Linked DNA regions of Mus musculus: all the other regions are linked to region 2. A link is a contact called in public ChIA-PET, Hi-C, HiChIP or PLAC-seq and promoter capture Hi-C data. All regions are on one chromosome and are shown on one strand. The core of a region is the stretch at or near the end of the contact, and the rest is flanking DNA. Distances in the headings are between cores, read along the strand shown. Region 1 holds the start of Zfp46 (zinc finger protein 46). Region 2 holds the start of Nipal3 (NIPA-like domain containing 3). Region 3 holds the start of Tmem50a (transmembrane protein 50A). Region 4 holds the start of Syf2 (SYF2 homolog, RNA splicing factor (S. cerevisiae)). Region 5 holds the start of Maco1 (macoilin 1). Region 6 holds the start of Hnrnpr (heterogeneous nuclear ribonucleoprotein R). Region 7 holds the start of Mtfr1l (mitochondrial fission regulator 1-like).

The links. Promoter capture Hi-C pulls out the DNA fragments that hold promoters and counts their contacts. A called contact is a pair of places that touch in the nucleus more often than the background predicts. ChIA-PET counts read pairs in DNA pulled down with a chosen protein or histone mark. HiChIP or PLAC-seq counts read pairs in DNA pulled down with a chosen protein or histone mark. Capture Hi-C pulls out chosen DNA fragments and counts their contacts.
Region 1: an RNA polymerase II ChIA-PET map of memory CD8 T cells shows a contact between it and region 2, with 8 read pairs. The contact joins the promoter of Zfp46 here to the promoter of Nipal3 in region 2.
Region 3: a contact with region 2 is called in a promoter capture Hi-C map of adipose tissue. The contact joins the promoter of Tmem50a here to the promoter of Nipal3 in region 2. A contact is called at or near these places in 2 of 39 promoter capture datasets (hippocampal neurons and neural stem cells), 1 of 484 Hi-C or Micro-C datasets (forebrain), 6 of 115 datasets of contacts at active chromatin or transcription factors (acute myeloid leukemia, embryonic stem cells, large pre-B cells and 3 more) and 2 of 9 other capture datasets (adipose tissue and embryonic stem cells).
Region 4: a contact with region 2 is called in a Hi-C map of regulatory T cells, with 4 times the contacts expected there. The contact joins the promoter of Syf2 here to the promoter of Nipal3 in region 2. A contact is called at or near these places in 3 of 39 promoter capture datasets (hippocampal neurons, neural stem cells and pre-B cells), 1 of 15 datasets of contacts at CTCF or cohesin (embryonic stem cells), 3 of 484 Hi-C or Micro-C datasets (cerebellum, forebrain and regulatory T cells), 6 of 115 datasets of contacts at active chromatin or transcription factors (acute myeloid leukemia, astrocytes, embryonic stem cells and 3 more) and 1 of 9 other capture datasets (embryonic stem cells).
Region 5: a promoter capture Hi-C map of pre-B cells shows a contact between it and region 2, with 2.7 times the contacts expected there. The contact joins the promoter of Maco1 here to the promoter of Nipal3 in region 2. A contact is called at or near these places in 2 of 39 promoter capture datasets (hippocampal neurons and pre-B cells) and 1 of 115 datasets of contacts at active chromatin or transcription factors (memory CD8 T cells).
Region 6: a FOXA1 HiChIP or PLAC-seq map of pancreatic cancer cells shows a contact between it and region 2. The contact joins the promoter of Hnrnpr here to the promoter of Nipal3 in region 2. A contact is called at or near these places in 2 of 115 datasets of contacts at active chromatin or transcription factors (bone marrow-derived macrophages and pancreatic cancer cells).
Region 7: a contact with region 2 is called in a promoter capture Hi-C map of pre-B cells, with 2.1 times the contacts expected there. The contact joins the promoter of Mtfr1l here to the promoter of Nipal3 in region 2. A contact is called at or near these places in 3 of 39 promoter capture datasets (cranial neural crest, liver and pre-B cells) and 2 of 9 other capture datasets (adipose tissue and liver).

The regions. Positions count from the first base shown.
Region 1 is chr4:136,284,733-136,287,432 of GRCm38.p6, forward strand. Zfp46 (zinc finger protein 46) reads left to right here and starts at 1,335. Exons shown (of 3, transcript NM_009557.4): 1 at 1,335-1,749; 2 at 2,340-2,583. The coding sequence starts at 2,478.
Region 2 is chr4:135,493,270-135,495,970 of GRCm38.p6, forward strand. Nipal3 (NIPA-like domain containing 3) reads right to left here and starts at 1,309. Exons shown (of 12, transcript NM_028995.4): 1 at 1,161-1,309. It also overlaps a transcript of Stpg1 not described here.
Region 3 is chr4:134,913,290-134,916,198 of GRCm38.p6, forward strand. Tmem50a (transmembrane protein 50A) reads right to left here and starts at 1,627. Exons shown (of 7, transcript NM_027935.2): 1 at 1,600-1,627.
Region 4 is chr4:134,929,640-134,932,552 of GRCm38.p6, forward strand. Syf2 (SYF2 homolog, RNA splicing factor (S. cerevisiae)) reads left to right here and starts at 1,341. Exons shown (of 7, transcript NM_026780.3): 1 at 1,341-1,379; 2 at 1,541-1,645. The coding sequence starts at 1,356.
Region 5 is chr4:134,852,007-134,854,706 of GRCm38.p6, forward strand. It overlaps Maco1 (macoilin 1), which reads right to left and starts at 1,339. Exons shown (of 11, transcript NM_025382.6): 1 at 1,032-1,339. The coding sequence starts at 1,111.
Region 6 is chr4:136,309,618-136,312,317 of GRCm38.p6, forward strand. It overlaps Hnrnpr (heterogeneous nuclear ribonucleoprotein R), which reads left to right and starts at 1,325. Exons shown (of 11, transcript NM_001277121.1): 1 at 1,325-1,472.
Region 7 is chr4:134,533,867-134,536,804 of GRCm38.p6, forward strand. Mtfr1l (mitochondrial fission regulator 1-like) reads right to left here and starts at 1,521. Exons shown (of 7, transcript NM_029759.4): 1 at 1,384-1,521.

The DNA of each region.
Region 1 (2,700 bases), core at 85-2,584, 790 kb after region 2:
GCCCTCGCCTTCCATTGTCTAATTCCTTCATCCCCGCTAGGGAAAGGAAAGGCTACAAGTCCTTCCATTTGGAGGATTCTGAGTGAATGCAGCATAGCCAACGCTGATGTTTCTTGGCCAGCTGTTGTGGCCTCGGAGATCTGTTTATGAGATTGTTGTTTCCCGGAGCTATAGAACAGTCTCTGCAGTCTTGAAGCTTTGTGCTCATCCTACAACCAAACCCTGCCCTTTGCCTGTTAATCCATGGATTCGGATTTCTATTCATGGCCCTGAGATCTCTGGAATCTGCTGGTGATATCTAGAACCTTTCTGAACGTCAGGCCTCTTTAGATCTCTGAGGAGCCAGCGACCACAGACCAGGAGGTAAGCCTGTCCGTTCTGTCCTAATCTGGTTTTGTGATTTCTTTGAAACAGAGACTACTAGCATCCTTAGGACTCCAGGTTGTCGCAGGCCTAAGGTTTTCATGATGTTGGGAGGTCTCCAAGATTCCTTTCAGCAGAGACACCCTCAAGAGTACCAAGTCCCTGAGTCTCCCACTCCAGGGCCAGCTATTTCCCTACACACCCTACCCCACCCCCCCGCTTCTGATTTCAATGTTTTGGCGACTTAGATGGGTGCACTTGAGCTCCGTCTCTATAAAAGAGCTCGAGACGCTCCCTACAGGGTTAACGTTGGAACACCCTGGGCCGGGCCGCGGACAGCACTCCAGCACCGGACAGGGGACGCGAGGCCTCGTGGGATATGTAGTCTGGGGTGGGTTGTGACTGCCGGAAGGCCTACTGGGAGTTGTAGTTCTCAGTATCCAGAAAGCGAGAGCTTCAGGCGGTGTTGGGAGTCCGTGGGCGGGGCCCAAAGTTCCATCCCGGCCAGGGAGTCTCCCAAGGGAGGGAAAAGAAGCCTTTTCCCGCTCTGGCCTGGGCTGTCAAATGAGGGGTGATCTCAGCTGAGGTCAGCCCGAGCTTCCACACTCAATCTAACCTCGCGGATAATATATGACTCAAAGATGGTCGTAGGGCCATGAGAAAAAAAAAAAAACACAGACGCTTCCTTTGCTGAGTCGTGCTGTGGTTTCCGAGAAAAAAGTATGTGTGGGGGTATTCTCACTGGTCTTGAAGGTCGCGGTCCTGTCTCTTCCCTTTTGTTCTTTTCCCTCCCCTGCTCTTGGCTGCTAAGTGGCCTTTGTACGCCAGAGTGAAACTCCAAGTCCCGTCAGGCCGCGAGGTGCGCGCACGCGTGATGGAGCTACCCGGCCACGCCGCAGGAGGAGGGCTGATGGTTTGGCTTCTGATTGGTCAGATATTTTACGATTTCTTTTCGCTGATTGGCTGGGATTGCTGCCGGAAAGGTCCCAGCCCGGAGATGGCAGAGCAGAGGCGTTCTATGGGCTGGGTTGAAAGCCTCCTCCCTTGAATTGCATCGGCCTGACCCCCCAGCCTAGGGGGCACCCAGCCAGTGCCTGCCCTCTCCTACCCTAACGTTGCACGTACTCGATATTAACCGAGACACGGAGAGTGGGTGACTCTTCGGGAGTCAGAGAGGAGAGTGACCAGTCCTGGGCCTTCCCCTCATACCCTGCGACCAGAACTCCAGCCCTAGGGAGTAGTGGGCAGGGCCTCTTGCCGCGCCTCACGTCCTGCTTTTCGCCTCCTTCAACGTTGTCTGCTAGCTGGTTTTCCTGCTCTCTCTCTCCCAGGAGACGAACGCTTGAGCCCGAGATGGCAGCCACCCTGCTCATGTCTGGGACTCAGGTAAGCCCCGAGGGCTCTGCTTACCCATCTTGCCCGGTGTTTCCCCGTCTGCAAACCCCTATAGGAAATTCCCTGGGATAAGCTCATTTTGCTATTCTGCTTAGTATACGGGCTTCGAGTTGGCTAATATAACCATATACAAGCATATATAGAACACCCACTGTAAGACTAAATACTGAGGAGAATAAAACCAAACAAGATGGGTGGTACCCTTCTTGCCAACAATCTGTAGGGAGAACGGTGTGTCCGGTTAACCTGGATGCGATATGGTAAGTATTCTGTTGGCCTGAGCAAGGACGTATTGTGGTGTGGGAAATAGTAAGTCGAGGAGTGGTTAATTCTAGATGTGGTGTCCAAGGATGGAGCGAAGAGTGATAAAGGGTGGGGAGAAACAGAACAGCAGTTGGCTCTAGAACTGGGCCATAAAGACGAGAATTTCACTGGTCTAAGAAAAGGAGAGCCTTGTATGTAAGGGTCCAAAGTGGGCAGGGACGGCCTGAGCGGGAAGCTAGTAGATTGCCCCTGTCTTTTGACCACATGTCTTTTTTTCTTCTTTCTTTATTATTTTTTTTTTCCTTCGGACTCTACAGATGAGACTTAATGCCACTGCCTTCTCGACATTTCTAACCATGTCTCTAATTTCAAGAAGAAAAGCTGGTTCTAAACTCCTAGATACCAAGTAGTGAGGAAGCGTTGTGTGATTTCAGGCCCCTGTGACATTTGAAGATATGGCCATGTACCTCACTCGGGAAGAATGGAGACCTCTGGATCCTACACAGAGAGATCTTTACAGGGATGTGATGCAGGAGAATTACGGAAATGTTGTCTCACTGGGTGAGTGAGGACTTTTATCTTGTCTTACCTCTTAGGGGTTTTGAAACTGTCAGAACGGCTTAGGTCTTTTCGATACAGCCTTGTTTGTTGTTAAGGAAAACCACACGGTTAGTTACC
Region 2 (2,701 bases), core at 59-2,558:
CTGCTGTTCCTGGAAACCTAGCTCAGAGCCTGGCAAGGTAACTTGCATAGATGCCCACTCGACCAAATGTAATGCCCATGATACACTGTGGTTTAAAAAAAGAATGCCTTACTCAGAACCCATGGCCACAAACAGATATACCCAGCCCCACCCACAGGATGTCAGAAAATGCAAACAGGCCTTGGGAACCAGCTAGGGAGGACAGCAGGTTGTCTCCCCCCACCGCACCCCTCTGTGTGTGTGTGTGTGTGTGTGTGTGTTGAGTCACTGGCTTTTAAACAGTAGCTTCAACTCCCCTCTCTACCCAGGGAACCCCCAGAGCTCTGAATACCCAAAGACAGAGGGAGGAAGATTCTCCTTGAACTGCCGTGTAGCATCACCCCAAAGCCTCCGTGGACTCTGTAAGTTGCATTCCCTTATAAGGCTCACACTTTGGCCTGGTGATGGTTTATTGTTGGTCCAAGGCTGACATATGTCCAAGAGGCACACAGCCAAGCCAGTGTTGACAATCACAGTCACAGTTTATGGTCACTGACCCAAGAGAATTCACAAAGTGCTTGCTTCCACTCGAATCCCCCGGCCTCATCTAAATGAATAACTCCGTTAACCCCACCGAGCAAGTCTTCCAGCGAGCATAACAGCCTCGCGGCCATGAAATTGGCTGTAACTAAAAACAAGGGTGTGTGTGTGTGTCCGCGCGCGCCCCCCCGCGTGCGTGCATGGAGGTCTTGTCACCACCTGACGATTCAGTTTGACCAAAGAACGTCGGTTTCATGCCAAGCTTTTCTTTCCCGGGGCTTTTGAGCACTGAGGGGTGACATTCTCGGAGAGACACACCTCTGTTTCAGTACCAAGCACAGAGCTCCCTCCATCCACCTGCCAGTCGCACCGGCTATTTCCTGCACGCTGGAGCCGGCAGTACTGGCCTTCCACTTCCTCATCTGGTAACGCCCAGCATCTCCTTCATTAAGGCAAACCCGTGCCCACCCTCCTTGAAAATATGGAAGAGACAAAAAAAAAAAAAAAAAAAAAAAATCGGAGGCAACAGAACCCAAACTGACAAGGCTGGCAACAACAAGGGAGACTATATTTATACTAGGGGATCAAAACAGCAAGCCTGATTTCAAGTACCCCTTCCCTCAGTCATGACCGTGACTCACCCGGGACGTTCCTTCTAGATCCACCTATCCCAGGTTCCGGAGAAGCGACTCGGACACTCCGTGCCACCCCTAGGTACAGCCTCTTGGATCCCTTCCCAGCTCCGAGTTTCCAAGGGGCTGCAGTGTTTTGCTTTCAAAGGTGGAGACTTGATTTGTTACACTGCCTGCCAGTCCCAAGCTGGCGAAGCCTCTGCGCAGGCGAGTGGTTGTCGGGAGGGGATGGGCGGGACATCCTGAAATAATTGGCTGCGTCGCCAAGCTCGCTTGAAGCGTAGGGGCGACCTGACACTCACCTGGAGGAGTCCCCTCTAGCGGCCAAAGGAAGAAGTCCGGGCTGCTTTGGTCCCCAAGTTATGGCTGCTCACCTCCACCTGCCGGACAAGTAGGCTGGGCTTAAGCAGCCCGCCTGGTGTCCCCCCGCAGTCTGCGCTAACTGCCACCGACCGTCCCGGGCGGCGCCCCTGCTGCTTCCATCAGGTAGCTCCAGTATCGAAACCCAGCAGAGCCCTGACACGTCTCGGGGACCGTGCGTACCCCTTCTTTCCTGCGCCTGCGTCCCACCTGTTGGCTGTATTGCGTCCTTAATTTCCCGGTACGCCTGCAGCTCAGCAGCCCCGGTAGGCTGTCAATCATCCTAGTAGTCCCGTCCCCCCCCCCGCACCCCTCCCCCGCCCGCTGCTGTTTCCCAGGGGTTCGGCTGTGAGCATGAACCTGCGCGTGGAGCTTCCAGCGCGCTCATTTTTCAGCACGCGCCGTTCAGTCCAGAGCCGCACAGCAACCTCTGGGGGAGATGTTGAGATCACACAGGTTTTACGAGGAAATGACATTGGGGAGACCTCAGCGATGGAAACGCGGTAGAACTGGGAGGGAGAGTTTAAGAGAGGATGGAGCTGCCATATTGTATTATGGGAGATGCCCAAAGACCAACTGGGTCGGTGCGAGATTTTTTTTTTTTTTCTTGAGGCGTGGGTGGCAGGAGATGTGATCTGAGGAACAAGCGGGAGACAGTTTCTAACAGGGGACTATCCCATAATTTTAAAGAAGACGCTGGTGGGTTTAAGCCGGGCTGTGGCTAGGCACTGTGGCTGCGGTGAAACGGGTAAGGGGCTCTTGGAATACTGCACGGTTGCCCTTGGGGAATTATGTCATCGACCTTTCTGCTCTCACACTCAGGGTGTGGATGGATGGGTAGGAACACTTGGGTTTATTCCTTCGATGAGTCACAAAAACAACAAACCAAACAAACCCAACAACCAAACAAAACCGAAACAATCAAACAAACAAACAAACAAGAAAAGGGAACTGAACCCCAGAAACAAAAACCCTAATAGTTAGTTCCCTGCCTAACAGGTTCTCCTTAGCATTGTCAATCCGAACCCCAAAATTCTGGTAGCTTTTTTTGTTGGTTTTTGAAACGTCTCCAACGATTGGTCAACAGCTTTTCACATTAAAGACACAGAGGACACCCCTGGCTAGTTAGCCAGTTGCCTGCCGCCGGACTCTGGAATGTTAGGCCAGTGGTTGCCATAGCGACCGGGCGG
Region 3 (2,909 bases), core at 377-2,876, 580 kb before region 2:
AACACAAGTTACAGATGCGCTTTATTCCAGCTCTACTGATTTCTTCAGGATGTCTGATGCTGCTTTGGTGGGGAGTGAGGTACTAGGGATGGAGTCTACGTTTAATGTAAAACTTGGTTTTAGCTGGGACTGGGGTGGTGGCTGCCTCAGCCTGCAATCCTAGCATTTGGCGGGCTGAGACAGGAGGACTGGGCTCAGTCAGAGGGCCAGCCAGAGCTACACAGTGAGTTTCAGGCCAGTCTGTCCTAAAAAGACTAAACAAGGGGCTGATGACATGGCTCTGCAGTTAAGAGCACTGACTGCTCTTTCAGAGGTCCCAGCAACCACATGGTGGTTCATAACCATCTATAGGGGGATCTGGCGCCCTCTTCTGGCCTGCGGATGTACAGGCAGCACAGCACTCATAAATAAATACAAATTAAGACAAGAAAACAAAACAAAATCAGGATGGTCTTAGCATATTTACATAATATGAATGAAGGTGATTACCTTAACCTTAAACAAAAATGTACTGTCACAAAAATGACATCTCCTCAAAGATGTCACATTTTATTATTTCAAGTCCACTAGTTCTTTAAGTGAGGGCAATGATGCTTAGCCCTCCACAGCTGCTTTCTAAACCTTAAGCTCCCTACTAAAGGTTCCTATTTGATTTTAATAATAAGGACATGATAGACTTTGGTTTTAAGGTAAAAATGTAAACTTGGATGGAAAATACTTCCTCTAGGAATCTGCACATTTTATCCTACATCTGTGTCTTTCATGCCCAGATTAAGAAGAGAACGGCTCAACTTCGGGCTTTATTTCTATTTCGTTTTTTCTCCACTATTTGTCCCTTCACCAAGCCTGCCTTCGGATGTCATTACTTTGTAAAGGGCACTCATCTTACTATCCCTAACTCTGCTACTGATGCTGTTTGTACATTCCCCACAAAAAAGGGCAGGCCTGAAACGAATTCAGACTTAAATAAAGAACGTGCAGTCAAATTACCACGGTCAGCCGAAATTGTCTTAAATCCCATAAAACCCTCCTCCTTCAAGTTCAGCTGTGCAGACCCAGCCGGAGAAACGTAACTCATCTTAATTTCACAGATAAAACCTGAATTAAATACAACTCGCTCACAGTGAACACCCCAGATCTCACATGACTCCCTAAGGAAGGCGATTTCAGTTTTAGCCGCCTCTAAACAAGCTAAAGGGAAAAACTGATAGACTTTTGTGATGAGTTCGGGTCTGAAAATACACTCGTTTTTATCTAATGATTGGAAAGAAAAGCAACCCACTATGTGTAATTGTCGGTTCCCCCAATGGCCCACCCGAGTCCATTTTTCGTTGCACAATTCTTTGACATTTTCAAAGGCAGACCCGCCCTGCAGACTGGAGGAACAGGGCGCGGTTACGCGTGGGCCGAACCCCGACGCGCCACCGTCGGATGAGCGTGCCCAGCTCCACAGTTCTGGGGAAGAGTCCCCGCCACAGGAAGCGGCCCCGCAGGTCGCGGGATCTCAGCCCCGGCGGCGGCGGCGTCCAGGAGCTGGGGCACGGCCACTGCCGCGAGTTCGAGCCCGGCCCGCTGCTCCGCCCTCCCGTCCGCACTCACGTCCAAGTCCGGAGTTGGGAGTCGCGGCGCGTTTGGTAGCCTCGGTTTACTCCAGTTCTGCAAGAAAACAAAACAGCCACAGGCAATCAGACTCCCGGATGTCGATGTGCCGGTCCGCCCCCGAGTCAGTGCGCATGCGGATCGAGAGCGAAGGGCGGATCCCTGGGGTGCAGCCTATGGGCCACGCCCACCGCGCCGACAAGTCTGTGGGTTACCCGGACTCCCTTGTCACTGTGAGAAATGCTAGAGTGGAGCCTGTCTTCTGGGATGGGACCAAGGAAGGGAGGCAACAGTCCACCTGTACTGTTTGGTTTTGTTGTTGTTGTTACACTTTTTAAAATGTATTCTTCTTGTCATTGTGTAGAGATCAGACAGATCACCCACCCTCCAAGAGTGGTCCTTCTTTTCCTTTCGTCATATGGGTCCCAGGAATCAAACTCAGGTTATTTGACTTAGCAGCAAGTACCTGCTTTACCTGCTGAGCCATTTTTCCGGCCCGATGGTGACTTTAAGAGGGCTGGCATGGCCCTGCTGTCATCTCATGTTCACGTGGGTGGCAGGTAGTCAGGAGCCTGTGGCACAGAAGGTGGTTGGGTGGCTCACTGCCTTGCAGGAGGGATCATCTCTCCGGTCCCCAGCATGAAATCTATGTAGCTTTTGTTGAGAGGGGGAATTAGCTGATTAGTATTTGAAACTATACAATACCCCCTCCACACAACCCCCCTTCCCTCCTCCCCCGCCCCCCCGACTGTGCCTGAACCCAGGGCTCTACCACTCAGTCCAGGTTCTAGACCCATAACCTATTTAACTTTTACATGTTTTACATGATGAGTATTTTGCTTGCATGCACATCTGTGCGCCACTGTGCACTGTGCTGGCAGAGGCCAGAAGAGGTGCCTGGAACTGGAATTACAGCTGTTGTGAGCTACCGTGTGGGTGTAGAGAACTGAACCTGGGTCGTCGAGAGAACAGCCTGCACTCTGAATCATCGCGTCATCTTTCCAGCAACTCCAGGACCTATTTTTAAATGGACACATTTCTTAGCCCTAGAGATTAAAGGTTTATTGTGACTGGCTAAAGACTGGTTAATGTCTCAAGGTCAGGCAGTGCTCCCCCAGCCCTGTGTGTGTGTGTGTGTGTGTGTGTGTGTGTGTGTGAGCGCGCGTGTGTGCACATGTGTGTGCATGTAGGCATTTATTTCTTTAGTTGCTATTCTGGACCTCCCCATGCTAAGTTGACATTCTACCTCTGACCTCTGAGCCATCTCTCCAGGTCTTTTGCTTTTGTTTTTGTTTTTTCCCAACATGGTT
Region 4 (2,913 bases), core at 91-2,590, 560 kb before region 2:
GTCCCAGTAGATTCAAAGCCTGGCTGCTACACTGAAATGCACAGACTGGAGAGATGGCTCAGTAGGTAAGAGCACTGGCTGTAGTGGAAAGATGTTTCCATCCCAGAACCCACATGGTGGCTCAGGACCACCATAACTCTAGTCTGACCTCCGTCGGCACCAGGCATGCAGGTGGTGCATATATGGATGCAGGCTAAAACCCCATACATAAAAAAAGAAATAGGCCGGCTGTAACTTCCTCATTTAGAGGTATGTATTGCCTTCCATTTGATTTGTGGGGATTTTGTGTGCTAGTTAGACTCAACTCACCTGCCTCACTTCTTCCAGCCAAGTAACTCACTCATTTCTTTTAATCCAGAGACAGGATTTTTCTTTTCTTTTCCTTCCTTTCTTTCTTCCTTCCTTCCTTCCTTTCTTTTTCTTTCTTTTTTTTGGTTTTTCGAGACAGGGTTTCTCTGTGTAGCCCTGGCTGGCTGCCCTGAAACTCACTTTGTAGACCAGGCTGGCCTCGAACTCAGAAATCCGCCTGCCTCTGCCTCCCAAGTGCTGGGATTAAAGGTGTGTGCCACCACTGCCAGGCGCAAGCCAAGTTTTATTAAGCTTGAGAAGTAGCTTCCTACAGGGGAGGGGGACTCAAAAGAGAATTGCCCACAGTTTACATTTTTTTCTTGCCAGTGCTTAAGCTTTTAGATATCCCATGTCTTATAGCACTGGCTAGCCTAGAAGTCACTGTGTAGCCTTGGCAAGCCTCATACTTGATATTCTCCTGCCTCCACCGGCTGAGACGCTAGGAGAATGCCACCACAGCCGATTTGTACCCAGCTATTTTTACACGTGGGATGGCTTTTTCATTTCTAAAATTAATTAGTCGTCGATTTTGAAAGGTACACGTTTCATATATCCCTGTCTTATTCCCGAATTATCTTAGTGACCTTAGTAGTTGCTCTGGTGCTGGAATGTGAGAGTGAACGATATGGGGCCCGCCCTGCTCTTCTACAGTTAGTAACATCAGCAAATTATCTACTCTATGGAAGGGACTTAATGCGGATTAAATTCAAGAGAGACAAGGTTCTTTAGAGCTGGTGACAGGATACGCAGTCCCCAACCAGGCGTCCCATTCTATGTGGTGACAGGTTCGGAGCACTTCCTCATCCTTGTCGTCCCTCCCGGGCCCCGCCCCCGCCCCGCCCCGTTTGCGCCTGCGCATAGCCATACCACGCGTCAGTCCCTCCCACTAAAAGGAGCGTGAGAGGCCGGAAGAAACTGACGCCATCGGGAAGGCTTGAGTCTGGGCCGCGGGCCAGAGGCCGCCGGAAGTGCTCAGCGTTGTTGACGGAAGTAGAGAGAAGGCTGTAATGGCGGCTGTGACTGAAGTTGTGGTGAGTATCACCGGCTTCGCGTAGGTGTCAGTCCGGGAGACGCCGGGGCTGAGGACATGGGTGGGATCCGGGTGCGGCTCCCGGGGAGACCAGGGTGCCGGGCCCAGGCCTGGGCCGTGGCCCCTGGCAGACGCCGAGCCTGAAGCCGGTTATGATCGCAGGTCCCCGCGGATGGCGCGGAAGCCAGGCCCTTGGCGGCCGAGGAGCTGGCGGCGCAGAAGCGGGAGCAGAGACTACGCAAGTTCCGTGAGCTGCATCTGAAGCGGGTGAGTGGCGGGGCTGCGGGCCAGGCTGGCAGTAGGGCTGGAGGAGCAGGAGGAGGAAGGCGCACCACGCACCAGATCTCCGGACCCGGCGTCCCCGGGACCAGATCTCCGCCCGCCGGTGGGTCTGGACTCGGGTTGAGATCGCTTTGACACACGTCAAAAGCCCCACCCGCCTGCTCCACCCGGCCACACCCACATTACCGGGTGTACCTTAGGTTTTTCCTCTTGTTCCATGATTCTTCGTTTTTCATCTAGGGAAATAATTGGTTAGAAATAGTAATCAGACCTTTCTCACCTTAAAAACAGCGAGCACACACTTTCCCTTTTCTCCGAGTTCAGACTCAAAAAAGTATAACTTATTTCCCATCTCTTGTTTGGATGTCTACTCAAATCGTAAGCATGGCTGGCGAGTCACTCTCAACATTAGCATTCTTTCCCAGAAGCTAGCTCCCTCTCACTTCTTTATGTGACTGCTTGGTCATCTGACCCTTTTTCTGAACCTGCTTGTTTTCTTGGACTATAATTCAAAAGGCATGCTATATCTTCTTACTGTCTCCCTTCTAGCACCTGCCAAGATTTTCAGCCTGCTTGACTTGTTTTTGTCTTGATCTCTTTTTTTTTTAAAGATTTATTTATTTTATGTATGTGAGTACACTGTAGCTGTACAGATGGTTGTGAGCCTTTATGTGGTATTTGGGGATTGAATTTAGGACCTCTGCTTGCTCTGGTCACCCCTGCTCTCTCCGGCCCAAAGATTTATTTATTACAAAAATTACTCTGTAGCTGTCTTCAGACATACTAGAAGACAGTGTGAGATCCCATTACAGGTGGTTGTGAGCCACCATATGGTTGCTGGGATTTGAACTTGGGACCTTTGGAAGAGCAGTCAGTGCTCTTACCTGCTGAGCTATCTCTCCAGCTCCTGTCTTTTTTTTTTGAGACAGGGTTTTTCTCTGTATAGTCCTGGCTGTCCTGGAACTCACTCTGTAGACCAGACCAGGCTGGCCTCAAACTCAGAAATCCTCCTGCCTCTGCCTACTACCAAGTGCTGGGATTAAAGTGCCCAGTCCAGCCCCTGTCTTGAATAAAGTGTTTCTTGGGCTGGCAAGATGACTCAGTGTTAGAGGCCCTTGTACAAGCCTGGCCACCTGAGTTTGACCCCTGAAACTCAGGGAGAAGTGGAAGGAGGGAGAGAACTGACTTCCGTCTTCACAGGGTTGTCCACAGAGCTCCACACAAGGCTAAGGCATGCGCATGCACACACAGAA
Region 5 (2,700 bases), core at 89-2,588, 640 kb before region 2:
TGGAGGGCAGCCACTTCACACGTGTAAACAACCGCATGTGTAAGGTGTACAGCTATGCTACAACTTGGATGTCATCAGCTACCGCCTGTATTTTTCTCCAAGATTCACAGCAAGACCTAAACCGTAAGGCGCCAAGAGGACTCAAGTAAAGCCTTCAACCGCATGCTGAGCACTCTCTGTCGTAAACTAATTACTTCGCCTCGGAAATAGGCATTTCCAGAAAATAACCTCCGCACACAAATTGGGCTTGGGGAAGCTGTGACAGTCACCGAAATGCCCCATGAACCTGTTGTCCTTCTGTCCAGGAGAAGTGGATTCAATTTCTATTTAAAGGGACACCACTTTCCTTCATGAACAGAGGATTTAAAAAAAAAAAAAAAATCCCCAAACCTGAGTTGGGCGAGAATCCCTGCAAAATATCTGCTTGCAATTGTCAGAATGTTTGCTGAGGAACTGAGAAAAGCCGCGGTCTGGAGCGGTGTCACCGGCACGATCTGGGGGTATCAGCCTTGGGCGCTCCGAGCCAAGGTGGGGACCCCGTGAGGCAGCAGAGCGCAGAAGAGTAGCCGGCGTGGCCCCGCCCCGAGCCCGAGGGTCCCGCGCCCCTGGCAGCTCCTAACTTTGGCGGCTCGCTCGCCCGGCCGCACGCGTCCACGAGCCTCGGGCAGCCAACCCCCGAGCCCAGCGTGACCCGGGCTCGGTAGGGGACCGAGCGCACAGCCTGCTGGGGACCCCCGGGCTTCTGGGCTCCGGGCCGCGGGGGTGCCGCCCCTCCCCCCGACACACCACCGCCAACGGCGGCCCCGTGGCTCCCGCCCGCGCCCGCCGCGCCCTCCGCCTGGCCCTCGCCACACCCCGTGGCCCGGGGCGGACCCTCGGCTGGCTGGCTGGCCCGGCGCTCCGCGGGCGGCGCGCCTCAGGAGAGCCCCCGGCGCGGGCATGCGGCCTAGTCGGGGGGTTACATAACGGGGCCGGGCCCCTTCCGAGCGGCGCCCGGGACCCGCTGGCCCACGCCCGGCACCGCCGCTCACCTGCCGTAGATACCCTCGGTGATCCGGTTCCGCTTCAGGGGGCGGCGGAGCTTACTGCAGTCGGCGTTCCGCCGCTTCATCCTCCCGCTGGGGGGCCGGTGCCCGAGCCGCGCCGCCGCCGCCGCCTCTCACCTCAGCCGCCGTCGCCCGCCCGCCCCGCGTCGGGCCTGAATCCTACCCCTGCGGCCGGTCACACAGACATGGAGCCAGCACCGGGGGGGAGGGGGCCAGGAGGGGGGCGCCGAGCCTCCTCCGCCTTCGGAAACAAAGAAATGACAATTCCGGGGCCCGCCCGCCCCGCACCAGCCAGCCGCCCGCCCCGCCTCCTTTGCCGCGACGGACGGCCCGCATAGCCAATCGAAGGCGCCGCCGCGCCGCGCACGGCCAATCCCGGTGCCCGCTGAGGCAACACGGACCCTTAAGCCCGCCTTTTTGAAGGACAGAAGGACACACCAATCAGGATAAGGCCTAGACGCGTGGCCGGGCCTATCAGAAAAGAGTTAAATAGAGGCTTATAAATAGGCCCTATAAATATAACATCCTATATTATGCCTTGTTGCGAAGGTACGCTTCGCGGTTATTGGGCTGCGTCTCGCCGTGGGGAGGCCCACGTCGGCGTACACCGTGTGGCGCGGCGCCGCGGGCTCCCGCCTGGCGTGTGAGAACCGAACGGCGTGGTGCGCTGCGTGTGGGGACCTTGCGCTGACATGTGCTTCAGTCAGCCGCGTCCTTATGTAAGAGGGCGTCCCGGGAGCGCCGCCGCGGCCCCTTCTGCGGGCAGCCGAGCACGCAGCCATACCGGCCGCGTCAGCCGGGCCACGAATGACAAAGCAAACCACACACACATACACACACACTCACACACACCCTGCCAGCTTCCCGCGACGTGGTGACAGCGCGCCGACCAATCGGAGGTGGTGGGGCGGGGCCTGTGCGGGTCCGCCCCTGGTTCGCGTCACCAGAGAGGGGCGGCCCCTCGGGTGCGCGCGACGCCGCGCGGGGCTGCCGGGGGCGTGTGCGGCGGCGTGGCCGGGCTCCACGTCCGCAGGTTTGCGCAGGCTGAGGGTTCCGCGGGCTCCTCCCCGGCCTCAGAGGCTGCGTGAGGCGGTCGTTTGCTCTTTCCGCCCACTAGCTCTGTAGCTTACCGGTGAGGGCGGAACGGCAAAAAGACAAGTGAGATGCTCAGCGGGGAAACGCGTTTGCTGCCAAGTCTGAGGACCGAGTTCGAACCCGGGAATCCACGTGGTGGGCGGATAGAAGGAACTCCTACAAGTTGCCGCCTGACCTCCCACACGCACGCCCACACAAACACAGTTCCTAAATAAGTTTGGTTTTGGTTTTTAAGCGGCAAAGACTACCGGGCGTTGTTGGTGGCGCACCACTTTGATCCCAGCACTGCAGAGGCATGTGGATCGCTGAGCTCGAGGCCAGCTTGGTCTACGAAGTGAAGACCGCCAAGGCTGTAACATGTACCAACAATTTATATAAACAAACAAATAATAAATAAATAAATAAATAAATAAATAGCAAAACCGGGGAAGTGTGGGAAAGTAGCCATAGGAAGCAAATCACTGGTGGCTCCTGACTACTGGCAGAAGCATTTTAGTGTATGTCTTACACAATTTTCTTGCTTAGTTGTTATTATTTCTATAAAATAGAATCGAGCACA
Region 6 (2,700 bases), core at 75-2,574, 820 kb after region 2:
AGACCAGGCTGGCCTGGAACTCAGAAATCCGCCTGACTGCCTCCCGAGTGCTGGGATTAAAGGCATGCGCCACCACTGCCGGGCCACAGTCAGGATTTTAAACTTGCATTTGAGCCGTCTCTCCAGCCCCTAGGACAGGCTTTACAATTTACAGTTCTGGAAGCAGGGAAGTCCAACATTGAGAGCACGCGGGGATAAGGGCCGTCTCCCTACGCTGGAAGCGCAAAAGATGCAGAGAAGATCTAGAGTCAGGCATCAAACTCACAGCCTGGAGGCCTATCAGTCGGCTTTAATGCTTTGAGGGTGGAGTCCTAGTGCCCGAAACACCTCCCACTACCGGCCCCACCTCCCAGCACTACTACATTGGCCATCAAGTTCGTATCAAGTGCACTTTTGCACATGTCCGTTCAAAAACGCATGGGTAGACTAACAATAAACTTTGGTTTATAGGATTTGAGAAACATGATCTCCAGATATGTTTGGAAGCAGATCCCTTGACCTTCTTCACTGAGGTAGTGTTGGGACAGGAGTGACAGGTGAGAGGTTTATGAATAACAGGTATTAGTTTCTTGGAAATGAACCCTTTGCCCGCTTGCCTGGCTTTCAGTCGTTGATCCAGTGACCCTACCTACTCTAGTCTCCAAACTCCGAAGGGTCCCTGCTTTCTGTTAGCGTCACTCTTGAGTCAGATCCACGTTATTCTGTGAGGAGAAGAGCCAAGGAGGGAAACAGGCAGTTTCTCCAGTCATTCTAAGGGATGCTTTTCTACAGAGAAATCTCCAGCGACACGAGTCAAGTCACCCTGAAGTTGTGTTTTGACTAGAGCCAAGATGATCTATTGATGGAGCCCAGCGTGTGGCGAATGGGGTGTGCTCGGGACCTAACGCTCAGAACGGCGGGAGGGAGGATTGGAGATAAGGGACTCCGGCGCGGGGTAGCAGCGCCATTGCGGAGCGTGGCCGCCGGGACCCGAGGGGGCGGGGCTCCGGAGGTGGCCACGCGGCGGGAGGCCTAGATTTTTCAACCTCTTAACGGTGGTAGAAGAAGAGGGAGGAGCTTCGGCCACGCAAGGCCCGCTGCCCCGCAGCCTCGCCACTACCAGGGGCTCCCACCAACAGACCCCTTTGTGTGCATGCCCCCGCCCCGGAGGCGCCGCAGCCAGTGGCGCTGAGACCCCTCATTGGCTCAGCCCGACGGCCACACCGATTGGTCCTCGGAGTCCCCGACGTGAGGGCCGCTTTCCCCTCTCTCTTATTGGCCCGTCAAGCTGCCCGTCATACGGTCTCGTGGGCCGATTGGTCGGCCGCACGGAGTCCCTGGAAGCAGTTCCGGGAAACCCCGCGTGCTGCCGGGATCGCGTCTCGGTCCATGCGAGGGGGGGAGGGGGTGGCGCGCGCGCCATTTCTTGTCGTTTTCAAAGCGCCTCGCGCTGCTTCTCACGGGCCAGGCCGCCAGCCCCCAGCTCTGCCCTGGTGAGTCTCGCGCTGGCCCGTGGGGGGGAGGGGCCGGGAGTCCCGGTCTGACCGGACTCGGCCGGGTCCAGGCTCGGCGCCCTGGCCTGCAGTTTGGGTCTTTGCTCCGAGGCCCCAGGGTGGGGGTGGGGATGGGCCGGGGGCGGCTTCTGCTCCGGCCCGCCGCGCAGCCGCGGGCCTGAGTCCCGCCGCGGCGCCTCCTCTCTCTGTCGCTCATCCTTCTCAGCCCCTCCGGTGCCCCGGTCCCTCGGTCCGCTGTCCTCCGTGCGGCCTGCCGGTCTCGCGGTGCTTTTTCCCGCCTCCGCCCGCCGCTGTCCGCGGCCCCGGTCCGGGCGAAGGGTTTCAGGCGTTTCCCCCTGACCCCGGTGCTTGCCCCCGAGGCCTGCGGTCAGGCCTGGCCCGCCTCTCGCCCGGCGGCCTGTGGGATGTGTTGATAACCGGGTCGCGCCCGAGGGGGTGGGGTGAGCCGAGGGCGGGGTGCAAGTCCCAGGGTTACCTGAGCCGGGAGCAAACTTTTACGGGAGTCGGAGCCGAGGGGCCGAGGTATGGGGGGTGCCTCCCGCCCGATCCCCAACCTGCATGCTTCGAGCCGGGATTTGAAGGAAAAAATGACTACTAAGAGGCCGTGACACTTGGTTTCGAGCGGCGCCTGAGCTAGGTAATTCTGAGAATGTCATAGGCGCTCCAGTTTGGAAAAGCGCTTCTTTTTCTTACACGGTAGTAGCCATGTGGCCAGAATTTTAAGACGAAAGCCCAGGGGTTCTTGAAAGGTTCAGTCCTTTCTCGTTACCTGTTTGGGATTTTTCCCCCCCTTGCCCTTTAAAAGCAGAATGTGTCAGGAGTCAGTCGTAGTGATTAAAGGCTTGATACTCCCGAGCTGTGAGATAACCGTTAGCTTTCCTTGGTTCTTTTAAAAGCCCGTCTCTCAACATTTTGCTTAGAGATGTTCGCCACAAGTCAGGGAGAAGCTAGTACTGACTTCCCGAGTCTCCCAGCGGTCCTTATAAATCTTATTTAAATGACTTTATTTTGTAATTTTCTTTTTTTTGCAAAAATGTTTGTGTCAAAGGGTTCCAGTCACGTTAGAATATTTGCTGCATCCAGAAATATGGTTTGGCTGTGTGGCATTGTTGTTGAATCCCCCCTCTTGATCCGAAGGATTTATTTCCTAGAGTCTATTTTACCTTTTTTTTTTTTTTAGGTTAAAGTTGACAAAATCTGAACATTT
Region 7 (2,938 bases), core at 271-2,770, 960 kb before region 2:
AGAACTTGTCTAGCCAGTCACCAAATGGCTGTTCAGTGGACAGTGTCTAAAGTCTGGTCCAGGTTCTGATATGTGCAGCCATGTTCAAGCCTACAAAGTCCCTGTGTGCCAGACTTCTTGCTAAAGGCCACTTAACTGTGCTACTCCTGCCATTACGCCCTCTCCTGTCCTGCTTCATCTCCAAAGACTCCAACCGAATCTAAACCTCGGGTTTAACAAGCTGCCGGTTCTATTACTCTGGTGTTTAAATCTTTCAACTCTCTTCTAGACTCCACAGTCCTGCCAGCAGGATATACCCCATCTTCCAGCTCTCTTAAGACCAAGCTCTAATACAGTTTGGCAAGTACACGATCTGCGACCATACTCACTCCCTAGTCTTCTGCTGGGGCCATGCTACTACCGGGCTACCAGCTCCCAACACACCTATCTGTGCCCCAGTCTATACCACTGCCTCTGTGGGACCCAACTTATCCAGCTTATCTCAGTCCCTCAGCACCCAGCTCATCCATCACTCTGTCCCTGGCAGCCTGGGGTTCGCAGTTCACTCCGTGGCAGCCTGGATCGCCTTCCGAGGGTGCTCAAAACAGAAATGGAAGTAACCGAACGGCCCATATCCCGGCCTCCGGCAGCCGCTGTAAGCACTTGGCTTGCTTTTAAGAAACCGCTGTAGGCGACACTAACTTGGCTTCGAGGCCCCGCCCCCCGCGTGCCCGCTAGACGCTCTAGCCGGTTCCGCAGCCCCGGCTCTCCCTCCGCACATCGGCGCTGCCGCAGCTCCTTCTGCGCTGGCCGTGCCCGCGTCTTCCCGTGCGGCCACTCTCGGCAGACCCTCTCTGCTCCGAGAGCGCCTCGACCCGGCAGGTCCTGGGCCAGGGAGAAACTTTAGCCCAGCGGTGCCCGGCGGACACCCGGGCAGAGCGCGCGAGGGTCTCACGAGGCGCCGGTGGCCAGCAAGATGCAGCCCCCTGCGCCCTCAACGACGGGTCCCCACCCCCGCGACGGCGACCCGGCCCGGGCCAAGGTCGGCCAAGTTCCTACCGCGCGTCCAGCGGCCCTTGGACCCGCGGGCCGGGCCGGGCCGCTCAGTAGCCTCCAGGCCGGCGTAGGTCCCAGATACGCCGCGCGGCCCGGGGCGTACCGCGCTCCAACGGCTGGGGCGACCCCAACCGCTGGGTGACACGGCCAGCAACTACGCCTGGGGACCAGTGCCCTCACCGAGGGGGGCAGACAGCGGCGACTCCCGCGAGAACTTGCACGGGAACAGGGAACGCGTGCTCCCCTGCGCCGGGACGGAGACGCCGGCGACGGCCCAGGGCGCTCACCGAGCCCGTCTCCTGTGGGACCCCGCATCGGGCTTAGCCCGGACTCCAGCGCCACACTCACCTCAGCCCCTCCTACCCCAGCGGGCGGCCCGGCCTCGAAGTCCCTCACTTCCGCTGACCCGCCTCCGGAAGCAATCATTTGCAGCTGCGCGGCGAGCACCACGCCCAGGAGAGGCGGGCCTAGAGAGGGGCCCGGAATGGACGCGGGCTCTGAGTGGACGGCAGACCGGCCAGGAGGCCACACCCCTCCCCGGGCCACGCCCTCACCCCTCCGGGGGAGGGCACGAAGTCTGTGCGCGCATCCCGCTGGAGTTTTCCTCCCAAGTTTAGTTGCTGCCGTAGGAGTTGCTTCCCGTGTTTAGTGTCAACAAACTTCTGGGAAGCGGTAGTCTGCCAGTGTTGCTGCTCAGCACTGGAAATAGTCCATACTCCTGCTGCAGATCTCCGAATCCTCTCATCTTGGCATTTCAGCCTTTCCTATCTAGTCTGGACCCTCGTCCCATTTCATGCTCCCCCAGATACATCCCCCAGCAAAAATGGCTGCTTTCGCCTTTCAGGCATGCCCTCCAGTGCTTCGGAATAGCTGTCTTCTATTTTAAAGTTCTCTGTCTCACACACGCTCATACACGTACACACGTGTGCAGCATAGTTCAGTCTGTTAATGAGATGGGTGGATTGATGGCACTCGGAGACACCAAAGCTCTCAAGGTCGCTCTTTCTACCGGTCTCCATGGCATCCAGTTAATGGGCATACACTTTCTTCTCTGCACGTGGCTTTGCCTGACTCACCAGTTCTCCCAAAGCCTATAATCCCCACCTGCCAGGGACAAATCTTTTGGATTCGTGGGTGGACAGCTTTGTGCAGTCACAATGGGCATTATGCCCAGACCTGCCTTACTACACCCATACATGCTTTATTTCTCTATTGTTGTCCTCTGGAAATTACAGTTATATGTTGCTGAAGAACGGGTACTCTTTGGGAAACGTGTCCTTAGGTGACTGAGTTACACAAACATTATAGAGTGAGTACGTACACACACCTACAGAATATACTACATCCTAGGTGAATTGGTAAAGCCTATTGCTCCAGGCTACAAAAACCTGCACAGTTGCAACTGTGCTAAATCCCAGGGAAGTTGTATCACAATTGTAGACATTTACTTCTAAACACCGGTAGGGCACATGCCAAGATAGATAGCTGGAATTTCTCAGCTCCTTTTTGATTGTTGGGTATCACTGTCAGATAGTCTATCAGCGACAAAGCCACTGATAGAACCTAGTGGGGAAACCCCCACTCAATTCCCGATTCGGTGTGCACCCAAAAAATCACGAAGGACCATCTTGATGGAATTAAATGAGGTCGTTTAATTACGGAGCTCCGGACCGACATGCATCCCACACAGGAGATAACGGATGTCGGCCACGAGGCTGGAAAGCTAGGGGTTTTTATGGGGTAAGGGGCTTAGGGGTGTGGAATTCAGCATAGCAACACACTATTGGCTTATTCAAACATCAGGAGAAAAATTACATGTACGTGCAGGGTGTCAGAGTTCTGTGAGTTGTTGACTCAGTTCAGATAGCCCTGTTATGTCCTCACATTCCTCTTTATCTTATGG